2 separate regions of the Mus musculus genome follow, and region 1 is linked to region 2. A link is a contact called in public HiChIP or PLAC-seq data. All regions are on one chromosome and are shown on one strand. The core of a region is the stretch at or near the end of the contact, and the rest is flanking DNA. Distances in the headings are between cores, read along the strand shown.

Region 1 (2,700 bases), core at 53-2,552, 480 kb before region 2:
TCCTTGGCATCTCATTTTGTATCTTATGATGGAGAACTGCCATCTGGAGAGCTTTCTTTCAAGGTCTTTCTCAGACACACCACCAAAATGATTATATTTTCCATCCTGTTTTCCAGGAATCAGCAACAAGAAAAGAAAAGAAAAAAAAGTTTAAGCCCTGCTCATTCTACCCTCTAAAACAAACACTTTTTGATTATAAAGGAAGAACTAATATATCATATATATGTTATTATACATTACCATTACAATATGTTATATCATATTATATAACAAATAATAATATGTATTATTGTATATTATATTATAAACATTTCATATACATGCATATATACACATATAATCATACATGATAATTATAATTAAAGGATAATTATAATAATTATAATATAATATATAACAAAATAAAATAATATATAATAAACAATACAACATTATGTAAATTATATCTAATATATAATATATATTATTCATCATATTTTTTTTCTCTGTAGAGGAGAGAGACTGAGTAACTGAGTCTATACCTCAGATTCATGCCTCTAACTACTTCTATGCCACTAAAATACAGGGAAAGAGCATAAAAGGAAGGAGATGAAGAAGCTGGGAGAACATGAAGGCACTTTTGGATTGTGAAGCAGGATGGTCATTCAGACCTAGGTTTAACTGTTGCTTCTTTTAAAAGTGGTGCATGGGAGCAAACGTTCCCTGTTTGTCTAAATGGTCTTATGAGATTATCTGCAGGGGGCACAGACTTAGAATCCATGTAGAGACACATCCTTCTTTTCGTTTCTCAATGCCCTGTTTTGTTCCATTCCGTGGGATGGTTTCTTGAGGATCACTCATTTATGATGCTCAAGAGGACAGGGCTAATGCTGATGGCTATCATGCATTGAAACACACTCAGAAATGGCCTCCAGGACAGCTTTGATGGAGTATAACTACACAATGCTCAGGCTCCCTGCAGGCTATTTGTAAATGCAGCACAAAGCTCCAGGAGACATGGTCCTCAGAGGAGGAGGACGATTGGAACAGTACCAGGCCAGCTGCCTCTTCCCACCTCTGACTCACATACTTCCTCTCCAGGCTGGAATCTGATGTTGCCAAGACAGCTGAAAAACTCAGTAAATTTTTATTTAAATAGAAGCTAATCAAGGAGTTGAGCTTGGATATGGATTCTGATTTCTCTGCTGCTATGACTCCATGATTGCCCAACATCACCAGCCACTGCATTCTCAGCACCAAAGCCCACTCCCAGGCCCTACGCTGGCCAAGTCCAGCAGTTTTGGCTGGGCATGTCTGAGGCCAGACTTAGCAGTTCATCATGCCCAAATATGGCAAGGGTCCTAGACGGCAGAAGCATCACAGCTGGACTTGAGGTGAGTCAAGTCAAAATGCATTTCTCTTCACATGGGAAGCCATTTTATATCGTGTAGATGGTTTGGGCTGAATGTAGAGGTACTGCAGGCATGGAATAAAAATCCAAAGTAACATTTATGAAAAACATCTTATAAACTATCTCCTGAAATGACTACTGTAAAAGTTACTTTAATCCAATGAAGAAATGTAGTTTATTATTTATACATGTCATATTAAGAGCTCATTTCATTATTTTATGTATGTCCACTTTAATGCAGATTTTTAAAATTATAATTGTGTAATATCTTTTAACACTTTTTTAATCTTTTAATTTCCCCTGAGTTTATTTACCTGTATAATAATTAATATAATAATAATTATGTAATTATAGTAATAATAATAAAATGCTCACTATATAATCACAATGTGGTATACATAGTTCTCTAAGTGGACTGTATATATACAATAACAACAGTCATACCCTTTGTTAAATAGGTAGATGCCCTGTTAAGGGTTCTTAGCACATGCAGATCCAAAGCACACGAAATACAAAGGGCACAAGAAAACCTTGAGAAGTGTCTTCTATGTTCAATAATACATCCAAACTCAGAGTACATTCAATATGTGTTGTTCCTTGTACATCCATTGTGTATAAATAAAGCCATTAACACTCAGCTGCCCTGGAGCCTCTTCTACCCTCAGAACTCAGTAATTAACTTTCTCTCTGTTTGGTTTGATCCAAACTAGAAATCTCACAGGACATAAGCCCTAAATGTCAGGATCTATTTTTGAGAAGATTTGGGTGGTGAGCATTCTTTCAGGGATGCAGATGAATATGTATCAGTCATACTTCCTGGTCCTCAGATAAAGGACCCTCTCCTCCCCTGCAGTGTGACAGTGGTGACTCATCCCAAGATAGCACCACCATCCCCTTTTCATCCCAGCCTCTTGCCTGTGCCTCTTTCATATCTGATGTATCCGTTTAGGGAACTGTGCCCTTTGCCTGAGGCACTTCACACTCAGAAGTGTAATCTGTCACTAGGAATTATCTTTTTTTTTTCCAAGAAGAGGACATCTTGACAGGAAAGAAAGCAAAAGTCTTCTCATTAGAAAGAAAATATTGATTATGGTTGCCAACTTTTTTCATTCACGGGACCTTTAGCTCAGCTGAGACATCCAGTCCCTTGGATGCCTGGTTTCTAAAACTATAAATTTAACATCTCAGTTTCTGTCACACTTCGCCTGTTACTCTGAGTAGAAAGTAAGTGGGCAGATGACTCATTTGACTCATTGAGCTTGCTCACAGCAGCCTGGCAGTCATGGATGATATGAATTCCTCTTGCTCCA
Region 2 (2,727 bases), core at 92-2,591:
CCAGCTGTGTTTCTCAGACCTGGAAGCAGGAGGTAGCCTGCTGTTGTTTTATGCAGGTTCTTGTTTGATAGCACAGCACAGCACAGCAAAGTGGGTCTGGGAGTGGCCAGGGGACCTCCACTACCATTGGAAGAAAAGGCTGATTCAAACACCAAAGGAAGAAGCCTACCTAGAAACAGATCAAGCCTGGAGATGTGAGCTTCTCACAGATGTGTCTGGAAATGAATGGGCCTATTGCAGAAGGAGAAAATATGAGTGTGGTGTGTGTGTGTGTGTGTGTGTGTGTGTGTGTGTGTAAAGGTATATATGCGTGTGTATGCATGTGTGTGTGGAGGACAGATGCCAACCTTAAGTGTCATTGCCTACTGACATCCATTTTGCATGTTGAAACACTATCTCCATTGGCCCGGGACTCACAGATTTGGCCAGCCTGGCCAGTCAACAAAGCCCAGGGATCCTTCCTTTCCCTGCTGTTGAGACTCCCTGGTGCTGGGGTTATCAACACACACCAGCATAGCTGGCATTTTTTTAACATGGCATCTGAGGCTAGAACTCAGATCTTCCCTATGTGTGAGGCAATATCTTCATTGACTGAGTCACCTCATTAGCCCCTAGGGAATGTATTGGGTTTTAGACACTTCCCTGTCTAAAGTGCCCACAGAACATTTATGAAAGTCAAAATTCCAATACTCTGGCAAATGGGGTCCCTCCTGAACTGACTGCACACACCCTACCTAGTATCTTAAAGGTACATTTCTCTGTCATTATGCCATGATTTTAGACTTGATATGCCTTCCCTTGGGAAAATCCTTCAGAGCCAAACAGCCCAGACTTATGGCTGTTGACACAACTTTCACCAATTGTAGAGGATTTCAAGGAGGCTGTTTTCAATGAGTTGAATATATAACTAATTGGTCCCCAACTGGTGTCACTGTTTGGGAGGAGTTGGAGAATCTTTATGAGGTCCAGCCTTGCTGGAGGAAAAACGCCACAGCAGCAGGACGGGGACACAAGCGAGCATTCATACCCTAATCCCACTTCCAGTTTATCCTTCCTATTTTGTGATTAAAGCAATCTCTCTGCTTCCTGCTTCTGTGCGTCATGGCTACAGCTTGCTACAATGCCTCACCCACCATGGTGGACTGCTAACCTTCTGGGACTGTAATCCAAAGCACACTCTTTTCTCCATCACTTCCCTTGGTCATGGTGTTTTTCCATAGCAAAAGAATGTGATGGATATGACGCTAAGTCTAGAGGATGCTTTCTTTTCCTGCTGCCTCACTCAGCCTGCCTTTGGGAGCTGCTCAGACTGTTTTGTCCCGGCACTAGTTAGTGGACTGCAGAACCTCTTCAGAAAGATGAGAGTGAAGAAAACATGGTCTTCAGTTATCTTGAGTGCTGACAGGTAGCACATACCAGCTCAATGACACCTTAAAGTGAGGTCAAGAGGCTTCGAGTCGGGAGACTTAGTCATCTTATGCCTTGGCTGGGTTGGTTTCCTTATGTTAACCCTCCCTTGACCCCATTCTCCTTATCTGTGAAAAGGGAGAATCCAAACAAGAACTGTGCAGTAGGGTTATTGCACAGTCAATACAATAATGCCTACCAAGTGATTAATCAACACTAAGCCTGGAGGGAATGTTCTATTGAGGGGAAATAAACCTATTTTCTTGGTAATAGTAACATTGTGGTCAGAAGGGGGCATTTCCCTGTAGGGAGCAGAAGCAATCATCAGAGAATAAGTTATAGCACAAAGAACCTTCATGCAACTGATGGAAGAATGAATGGTCGGTACACTATCGCATGTAAGAGAATGATAAAGGGGCACTGGGGAAATGGCTCAATGGGCAAAGTGCTTACCGTAAAGTATGAAGATCCAAGTCCGGATCTCAGGCACCCACATAAAAAAAATTGGGTTATAGCAACAGGGGCCTGCTACCCCAACAGTCAACATGGGCAAAGACAAACAGATCTCAGGGGTTCCCTCAGGGGTTCCCTCAGGGTAGTCTATCCAAATCAGTGAGCCCCAGGCTAGTGGGATACCCCGTTGCAAATAAAGTGATAGAAGGAATATACTAGAAATTGGCTTCTTGCCTCTATACATGTATGCACAAACAAACATACCCACATGCATATGTATACATAACACAACACAATACACACACACACACACACACACACAAAGGAAATAAAATAATAAGTAGTCATCTCTGGCTTAGCTTTTTGGCCTCAGTACAAAAACAAAACTCTAACCAAATAAGGTAACAAGATGGACGTAAGTCTAGCCCAGAATGCACAGCAGCAACTTAGCATTAGCTTTGCCTGGCCTGATGGCTCCTGATCTGTTTAAGAAGAGAGTTTCAGACCCAAGGCCAGGGTATAACAGCCTCTCCTAGCATCCACAAGCCACATGGTAGCAGCTATTGGTACAAAAGGGAAGGACCACATACCACATACACCAAAAAGAAAGTCTTTCAGCCCAGGAGAACAACTTCTTCTTTATGTGTTTTATATTAGCCTTTTCTCAGGCAGGCATTTCTCCTGGAAACAGGATGGGAAGAGGATCTTCATCTCCATGGGTGAGGGATGATGGAAGGCAAAACTCTATGGTATTGTTCCTGGAGAATAAGACCTTCTGCTGCTTCATGCTGCCCACCCCATGCCTCTGCCTTTCTCCTTCCCTCTTTCCACCCTTCCTCGTGGGCACCCCTTCCAGGCCTTTCAGGA

What was found. HiChIP or PLAC-seq counts read pairs in DNA pulled down with a chosen protein or histone mark.
Region 1: a contact with region 2 is called in an H3K27ac HiChIP or PLAC-seq map of the NIH/3T3 cell line, with 10 times the contacts expected there. The contact joins two enhancer-like sites. A contact is called at or near these places in 1 of 115 datasets of contacts at active chromatin or transcription factors (the NIH/3T3 cell line) and 1 of 9 other capture datasets (embryonic stem cells).

What each region holds. Positions count from the first base shown.
Region 1 is chr7:72,588,304-72,591,003 of GRCm38.p6, forward strand. No RefSeq gene overlaps it. Among named protein-coding and RNA genes, the nearest start is that of Gm36865, 240 kb to the right of the region's middle. Within about 2 kb of position 1,303, at least 49 of the 459 cell types and tissues checked have an H3K27ac peak or open chromatin away from gene starts, as enhancers often do. A contact at or near this core is called in the NIH/3T3 cell line, where this site is marked.
Region 2 is chr7:73,068,165-73,070,891 of GRCm38.p6, forward strand. No RefSeq gene overlaps it. Among named protein-coding and RNA genes, the nearest start is that of Gm6567, 33 kb to the right of the region's middle. Within about 2 kb of position 1,342, at least 9 of the 459 cell types and tissues checked have an H3K27ac peak or open chromatin away from gene starts, as enhancers often do. A contact at or near this core is called in the NIH/3T3 cell line, where this site is marked.